Linked DNA regions of Mus musculus: all the other regions are linked to region 3. A link is a contact called in public capture Hi-C and targeted proximity ligation data. All regions are on one chromosome and are shown on one strand. The core of a region is the stretch at or near the end of the contact, and the rest is flanking DNA. Distances in the headings are between cores, read along the strand shown.

What was found. Capture Hi-C pulls out chosen DNA fragments and counts their contacts.
Region 1: a contact with region 3 is called in a capture Hi-C map of embryonic stem cells, with 5 times the contacts expected there. A contact is called at or near these places in 2 of 39 promoter capture datasets (cranial neural crest and hippocampal neurons), 3 of 130 datasets of targeted methods (bone marrow-derived macrophages, cardiomyocytes and pro-B cells) and 1 of 9 other capture datasets (embryonic stem cells).
Region 2: a targeted proximity ligation map of cardiomyocytes shows a contact between it and region 3, with 2.7 times the contacts expected there. A contact is called at or near these places in 3 of 39 promoter capture datasets (the 3T3-L1 cell line, hippocampal neurons and liver), 3 of 130 datasets of targeted methods (bone marrow-derived macrophages, cardiomyocytes and large pre-B cells) and 1 of 9 other capture datasets (adipose tissue).

What each region holds. Positions count from the first base shown.
Region 1 is chr19:24,414,648-24,417,347 of GRCm38.p6, reverse strand. It overlaps Pip5k1bos (phosphatidylinositol-4-phosphate 5-kinase, type 1 beta, opposite strand), which reads right to left and starts at 1,339. Exons shown (of 6, transcript NR_167769.1): 1 at 1,158-1,339. The region is part of intron 3 of Pip5k1b (phosphatidylinositol-4-phosphate 5-kinase, type 1 beta); the gene reads left to right.
Region 2 is chr19:24,526,158-24,529,028 of GRCm38.p6, reverse strand. All of the region lies in intron 1 of Pip5k1b (phosphatidylinositol-4-phosphate 5-kinase, type 1 beta), which reads left to right. Among named protein-coding and RNA genes, the nearest start is that of Pip5k1b, 28 kb to the left of the region's middle.
Region 3 is chr19:24,860,221-24,863,118 of GRCm38.p6, reverse strand. It overlaps Pgm5 (phosphoglucomutase 5), which reads left to right and starts at 1,277. Exons shown (of 11, transcript NM_175013.2): 1 at 1,277-1,590. The coding sequence starts at 1,330.

The sequences.
Region 1 (2,700 bases), core at 90-2,589, 450 kb after region 3:
ACTGTGCAGTTTTCAAACATTGTTCTAATGAGCCTGTGACAGAGGACATTCCTTTGGTTCAGGGAACAGGACAGCAGGCATGCTGACGGTAGAGCAAGTATTCACGTGGCATTGTCACCCACAGAGAGAAATGACTTACTTAGTGTAGGCCCTGCAAGTTTTACACTTAAATGAAAATACGGTTCTCAACAGTGGGTGTTTAGCAGTGTCTATAGACATGTGGGAGTGTCCTATCAGGGGAAGAGGGGTGACTTGCTTAGAGCAAATGGAGGCCATACAGGACTCTCCCCCACAACCTAAAAGTATCCAGTCTAACATATCACTCGAGCCAAGAAAGAGAAACCCTCCTATGGAAGTTTTTGACTTAGCTAATTCTTGGCTTTAGAAGATTGTTCAGAGGACTGAGAAACAGACTAACCTAGGCATATCTGGTCTGGTACAGGTTAAGAAGAGTTCTGTAATCTTAACAGGGTGAATGGACAGGTACAAGGACCTCATTTGGAGATTGGGAGCCAATGAAAGCATTCTCTGTATGACTTGGCCTCTCCCTCAGGCCTCTGTTCTTAGTTATCAGAGTGGAAAGGCAGTTTCTCTTGGTTCTTTCCATCTGTGGGTTCAAGGCTTTAGGTATACTGGGGGTGTTGTTGCTGTTGTGTTTGAGGGAGAGGAGGGTGTCTTGAAATAGTTTCAAGAACCGGATTTGAAGAGATAAGAATAAACAGAACAAAGGGACTCTGTGCCATTGCCGTCGTCACACAAACAGCTGCAGGCAGCGAAGCTGTGCCAGGTGAGGGATTGGGTCTCAGCAAACTCCATCATCACCAAGGACACAGAGAAAGGAGAGGAGGGCCCAAGAGGACATACTGATTGGGAGGATGCCCTAAGCCTTCCTCTGGCTCTAAGCTCTGCTCAGGGGCAGCTGTCCTGGAAAGATTTGCATTTCCTTGTTCCTTTTTGAATCTTTGAAAGAAAATTTCCATATTGTGTGGGGTTCCCTGCCCCCAACACCAGGTGGTTACCTTTCATACAGACTGAACCATGTGGTACAGATGCACAAGCACTTCCAATCCTGTTCCTCGGTTAGGGCCCCCAGCCAAGATGGAACCCCTCCCATCACCACACCTCCTCCATTGGAGCCCAGCAGCTGTGGTGCTGACCTGCCTGGCAGCCCTAGTTGGTGGTGGTCTGCAGAAGCCAAGGCTGCTTGCGTTCACTTCTGTTCACATACTAGTTCATTCTCTCAAAAGCTCATTCGTTTACCCAACTGGATGGCAGAAGTTTCTCTCAAGCTAGATAACCAAATCAGGTGTGTGTTTAGTTCAGAAGCCTGCCTGTTGCTAAGCAACCATAGGTAGACTCTGGAGCCCGTATCAGATGCTAGGGCTGGAGCAAAGATTAAAGGATCCTATCCAGGCACAGGCTGTGTCTAACAAGGCCTAGAAGAAGGCAAGATGGAGGTGTGTGTGTGGGGCGGGGTGGGGTGGCAGGTTAGGCTATTTAAAGAGGCACAGAATGCACAGAACAGCAGCCACCATGGGGGATGTAGTGGGGAGTGAGCAGAACTTTTATACAAAGGCCCAAGGAACATGTCAGAAAATAGAACACAGGAATCTCCAGATTTTAACTCCTTGTTTGTGTGTATGCTGAATGCTTACTGCCATGGGACCTGCCCATGGAAGGAGCTCTACAGTCAGAATATGTATCCATAGCCTATAGACTCTGAGTGTTGAGATGATCCATCCAGCAGCTACCAAGTCGCTTACTGAATAAAGCGTATTCGTGGCTGAGGAGTGTTAATAGATTGCTTTGTTCTGTTAGTCCAACATGTCCTAGTTGCTGGGACGGTCGTCTGTATCCTTGGACTCTAATAAAATGACTGATTATGAACAGAAGTGTTCCTTGAAGTGGCTTGTATTTGGTGATTGAGTTCATGAGTGCTGAGCTAGCTCTGAACAAAGGCTGTGGTAAGATGGCCAGGAGATGACCACAGTTGGACAGAGCACACAGTCCGTAAAGGCCTGGACTATGGAAACATTCCGATTAACTGTGTACCTCAGGAAAGGTGGAGCAGCCATCCTGAAGGGAGCAGTTGATGATGGACCAGACTCTTCATTCTGTGCTATCACGGCAGGTCATGCATCTACTGGGACCACAAGGGATCCCATTCTGATGAGCCACTGGAAGCGGGTTTGTTAGGATCAAGTCTCAAGGGTCTACAAACAATCTCACATCCATCCAAGTGGTGATCACTGCCAGGGAAGAGTCCTAAATAGTTTGTTGGTAGCTCAGACATCTGTGGTCTTAAACAATTCCAAAAACAATTCAATACTGCTCTTTTGGAGCTCGGGGGGCGGGGTGCAGAAATCAGTGACGCCCCAGCCTTCCTTATATGGTAATGCTGGAGGTTGCAGGCATGGGAAGCGAAGTTGCTTCCCCCATTACTACCTGGGGATATGCCTAATCTGCTCCCCTTTCTTGATATCAGTATGACCTGGAAAGTTGTAACCCAAAGGAGGCATGGCACATTTGCTTTCTGTTGTATCTCTACTGGTGTAACTATGACCGAAGAGTGCTTCTACAGGCATGACTATAAATGGGGAGAAAATAGTAGATACAGAAAAAAAATGGTGGAATAAAAAACATTAAATCATATGAAATAAGTGGCTTTCAGTTCCTGACCATAAATGCTGGAAACAAAAT
Region 2 (2,871 bases), core at 44-2,543, 330 kb after region 3:
CATCCAAAGTGAGGCAGTGCTACCCACATGAGTGATCACAAAAGGGTTAAAGAAACATGGAGGACAGAGGCTAGAGAGATGGCTCAGTGGTGAAGAATGTATACCACTCTTCCAGAAGACCCAAGTTCTAGTCCTAGCACCCACATTGGTGGCATACAATCACTGTATCTCCAGCTCCAGGACATCTGACACCTCTGACCTCTGTGGGCTCTCTCTCTCTCTCTCTCTCTCTCTCTCACACACACACACACACACACACACACACACACACACACACACACAGAAAATAAACCTTAAAAATAAATAAATACACATAGTGGGAAACACCTCTGGGTACTTTCCTTGTGTAAGATGCCTAGGGCAAGGGGATGGCGTTTAGAGGGCAGGGCTTGGGCGAGGCAGCAATTGCAAAAACAAATATGTGGTCCTTGTCCTCAAGAAATTCACAACAGATAAGAGGGCTAAAAAAAAAAATACACCTGGTTGTGCAATTAAAGATGAGGTGGCTACATTTAGGGTAAAAGCCTGACTTAAGATTCAAGGTTAAGCCTTTGTGGATGTGATGGGTTTTCTATTCAGATGGGAAAACTAGCTTTTACACAAAACCACACCACATAAGTTACTGAGTCACATGTTTAAAAGTGATAAAGTGCTGGACTTGTGCCCTTTGCTTTTGAAATTCATCTCCCTTTCTCCGAGTTCCAGGAAATACATTATAACATGCAAGCTGCAGTCCTTTAATGATATGGGCGGGCCAGGGTATAGGAGGCATAGAGATAATTGATAGCCTCTTCCTGGTGTCCATTTGCCATGGATTGTGGCCCTCTGCCACCAGCACCCTTCCTGAGCCCCAGTGTGCTAGCCCCAAGGCAGTAACCACTCCAGGAATCCTTCCCAGGATGCTAGAGTAAGCAGTGAAAAGGGAGAAATGAGCATTTTATTTCCACTTGTCTTGTGGGACTTAGCGCCTTGCAGAATGTGTTTTCAGGTATTTGTAAGTGTGTCTCACCTTTCTCCGTTGGATTTTAAACTCATCGAGTAAAGAAGGGGCTCATTTAATTTTCAATGAGGTTGACAAATGGAATTCTCTTCAATCCAAGGTCTTGTTAACTGAATTGTGCGGATTCCTTTGTTTAATAGTGTCATTCAAAATGATATGGAACCATTTCAGAGGATAACTTGGCTCCCTATCAGTACGTATTCATTGTGTTCAATGAGCGAGCCACTCCACACTTTATTGTAGTAGACTGTGTGAGATGACTCTGCCCAACTGTAGGGTAATGTAGATAGTCTTAGTGCGTTTCCTGTGATATTTTGGTAGGTTAGATACATTAAATGCATTTCCAGCGTACTCCAGGCTCAGCTTGTAGTGAGTCTGATACATCCTGGAAGGCTCATGTAATCCTTGTCATGTTTGACATTCAGAACGGGGTTCGCTCTCTTACCATTTCTAGTTAATGCTCTCCTAGTATCGGAGGATTAGCCATGACTCGTTTTAAAGTTCTCACCCACCTCTCTCAAGATACAGGATGTGGTCACCTACAGCTTATAAAAAGGAGACCAGAGGAAGAGCTGCTGTGTTCAAGTCTGGCAGCTAAACCAGAGGCCAGTGAGCCGTGAAAACAAAAACAAAGAACTACCATGGCCAAAACTATAGGAAGACCAGGGTATGCTCTGGGCCAAGCTCTCTTAAGTAGCATCTGGCATGAGAGCGCTGGCAAGAGCAGAGAACAGAAAGGTCTCTCTGTCCCTTAGGTGAGGCCGAGTAGATCGGAATTCCAATGACTGGCATAGTGAGTGAGCATGTCTGGTATAGCTCACTGTCCTGAGTCTCCTGATGGTGACACAGAAAAGTGAGCGTTGGTACTTTGCACCTGCAAGGAAATTTAGTCCCCTTTCTTCCACAATAAAAAGAGAAGTTTATTTCATTTAGGCAAGGGCCGCCACAATGTAATTGCAAATGCCTGTGTAGTTGTGTAATGGAATTGGTGGCAACTTATTTTTAGAAACCTTAAGAAGCAGACCACAGAGTTGCCTGTGGGAAGTGAGAAGCCGATTGCTGAAGGGACCTTGCCGCACATTGTTGGGGTGCTTATGTGTCACATGCTCCTGCTGCAGGGTAGTCTCTGGCCTGGCTTGCAGAGACACCACAGGCAGGGCCACGATGCTCATGCAGGGTATTCCTCCAGCATCTGCCTTGTCCCTAACAACTCCAAAAGCCCGAGAGCTCACCTCCACTGCACTTCAAGCTTCACAGCCTTGCATATTTCGTTTGTCTCTATTTCTTTTCTTGCCTCTGTCTGGGTTCTCTCCAGTGCCCACCCATGATCAATGCATCTAAACTTTTGTCAGCTGATGTAGCTTTTCGAAACAGCTCTGTTTTTTATCAGTCTTTTGAATTGTTTTTCTCCTCTCAGTTTATCTCTGCTCTGATCTTTGCTGGTTCTTGCCTTTGCTGTACTAGTTCCTTGAAATGCTTTGCCAGGTTGCTGATTTGAAATCTGTATACATACTTGTATATTAGCAATATTTATTTAGTGTAGTGCTGAGGATTGAACCGAGGCCCTGGCGCATTCTAGGTAAGCACTGCCACTGAAGTTTATGCCCAAGTCAGTCTTTCTAGCTTGCTTGCTTGCTTTTCTTTTCTTTTCTTTTCTTTTCTTTTCTTTTCTTTTCTTTTCTTTTCTTTTCCTTTCCTTTCCTTTCTCTTTCTTTCTTTCTTTCTTTCTTTCTTTCTTTCTTTCTTTCTTCCTTCCTTCCTTCCTCTCTCTCTCTCTCTCTTTTTCTTTCTTTCTTTCTTTCTTTCTTTCTTTCTTTCTTTCTTTTATTCTTTGAGACAGGGTTTCTCTATGTAGCTCTGGCTATCCTGGA
Region 3 (2,898 bases), core at 28-2,527:
CGGGGGATGAAGGACGTGCCAGCCTTGGTGCTTATGAAGCTGGCCTGCCTCCCTTTCCCTCCTTTCCCATTGCATTGAATCTTGGGAATTACTCTAGTCCCACACCTCCTGCGAAGCTTTCTCTGCTTTGTCCTCTGTCTCTCCACACACTGTAGATGGTTGGGTTCACAGCCGTGTGCCGAGCTCAGTCCCCACCCCCCCCTTTAATTCCCTCCCTTTTCACTCCTCTCTATATGAAGATTTTCCTGGTTTTGGATTTGAGGAGGATCAGAAAGAAAGGCTTCAGGCAAGGGGGCCAAGCACAGTAGGTGGCACCTCACCTTTGTTTCAGTTGGCTTCGTTCATTCATTCCTGGTGGACATTAAGTGCGTTTTAATCGCCTACCGAAAGTATTTTATCCAGAGTTCGGTAGCGTGGACAGATGCAGTGTGAGGGAAGCCGATTTCTAAGCAGATGTGTAGGAAGGACAAGCAGGAAAAGAATAAGAAAGTATGTGTTTGTTGCAGTTACAACAACAATGAAAACAAAACAAAACAAAACAAAACAAAACAAAACTCCCACCTGGAGAGATGCTACAAATGTAGATGCTGGGGTAGGTCCTGTGGACTAAAGGGGCCGACAGGGTATGATTCTGCACAACAAATGTTCCTGCTGAGTGTACACACACACACACACACACACACACACACACACACTCACACACACACTCACTGCCCAGCCTTCAGTTTCACCTCTGGCAGAGCCTAACAATTCTCAGCTCTCCTTTCCAGGGTTATTTTTGGCTAGGGCTGTTCTCTGATGGCAAAAGGTTTTAGCCCCCTCCCACCTCCCTCTCTGTCCTTACTAGGGAGAGAAACTTGCACTTGAGCTAAGCAGACTCAGGGTGTGGGGAGAGAGGGCTGTGGGCTAGGCCCCTGGCTAGCTCAGACTCCAGTGCCAGGCTGTCTTCTAGTGGAGAGTGGGCCTCTGGAGGAGCTGGAAGGCTGAGTCGGGGCACTGGACTCAAGAGTGTGGTGTGGCTGGGGACACAGGAGCTGGTCCTAGAGCTTGGCTTTGAGACACTCCCAAAGTCAGGCGAGCTGGGGAAAGGAATTGAGGACAGCTGGGCGATCCTCTGGAAAAGAGCTGGGCTGCAGAAAACTATCTGAAGGTGGAGGCAGACTCCACTCTGGGACGTTGAGGGGGACAATCCGAGAGTAGCGACGGGAGGGTGGAGAGGGGCGGGGAGGGCGCAAGGCGGAGCCGGGAGCAAGGCCAGACCGCGGGGGCCCGGGAGGGCGGCAGATCCCCGAGGCTCCCGCAGCCGCGGCAGGACCGGCCAGCGGCGCCATGGAGGGGAGCCCCATCCCAGTGCTGACGGTGCCCACGGCGCCCTATGAGGACCAGCGGCCGACCGGTGGCGGCGGGCTGCGACGGCCCACAGGGCTCTTCGAGGGCCAGCGCAACTACCTGCCCAACTTCATCCAGAGTGTGCTGTCGTCCATCGACCTGCGCGACCGTCAGGGTTGCACCATGGTGGTGGGCAGCGACGGCAGGTACTTCAGCAGGACGGCTACTGAGATCGTGGTGCAGATGGCTGCGGCCAATGGGGTGAGTGACTCTCACGCCCCGGTTTGCGGGGTCTCCACACCCTGGTCACCTCCCTGTGCTCTTTCCAGCTTCCCACCCGGGCGCACTGGCAGCCACTAGGCACAGTGGGACACTGGCCTTAGAGGAGCTGCTCTTCTCAAAGCCCCTGGGCTGGAAACTTAGGCTTCTCCGGCACCTGTTGTACTTTCTGCTGTATTCGTTCTGCATCCATTTTCCACTCCATCACAGCCTTGGGTGTCCCGTATTCCTCCAAGCGATTTATTGCCCACCTCCCTACACAGACTTTTTTCGAGTCTGCCAATATAATCTCACTCCGGTATTCTTTTATTCTATTTATTATTATTATTATTATTATTATTATTATTATTATTATTATTATTATTGCCGTAATCCTCTCTCTCCAAATCATAGCTGCCAAATTTTAACAATTATCTGCGTGGGCACACTCCAGTATTGAACCATGTGCTATTTGTCAAGACTGGGCCCCAACACTTCACTCTAGCCCAGTGGTCCTTTAGTGGTGACTTTGATTGGGACAGGAATGGTTTGGATGATTTTGGGGGCTTTGCAACCTTGGCTCTCAGTTCCCAGGAGGTCTCTAAAGGATGTAAGTGAGACTCGCAGCAGCATTCTTAACGCAATTCCTATCGCCCCTCCAAGATGCCTTCAGCATTGACCAGCCGGTCCTCTTCCTTCCCATCTGCATCCTCATTCTCTCTCCCTTCTAAGACCTCTGCAGTTTTTTTCTGCAACCTTGATTCTTAGACTTTGAGTTTCTTTCTGTCTGCTCCCTCTTCCCTACCCTACAGACAGAAGCACCCCCTTAAATGGTAAATCCATCCTGCTCTCCCCACCCCTGCTTAGCCCCAAATCTAGTTACCCAAACTTGTGACTAGCAAACTTTAGGGGGGGGTGGGTCTCTGAATTATCTGTAGGAAGTTTCCAAAAGTCATTTGAGCCTGGTGAACGCGATCAGATCCACACCCATGAAACTTTACCTGAGTGCAATCTCTTGCCGATGTCCATCTTTAAAAGTGAAAGCAGATAATTACCTGTCCTGTGGATTCTGGCCATTCCACCCCTCTCTCTCTGTTTTCATTTCTCCTTAGTGTTTCTTCATTAGGGCCGTCTATGCTTCATGTTCCCTACTGTGATTTTTCTCTTCTCAGCGTTTTAGGAATGGCATGGAGGAAAAGGTGTTTTGTGAGTTTTTTGTTATTGTTACTTTGTTTTTTAAGACCCCAAAAGCAATCACGGGAAATGGTCCCTGGAGTTTTAGAGCAGATTCCAGGCTGGTATTTATCTCTG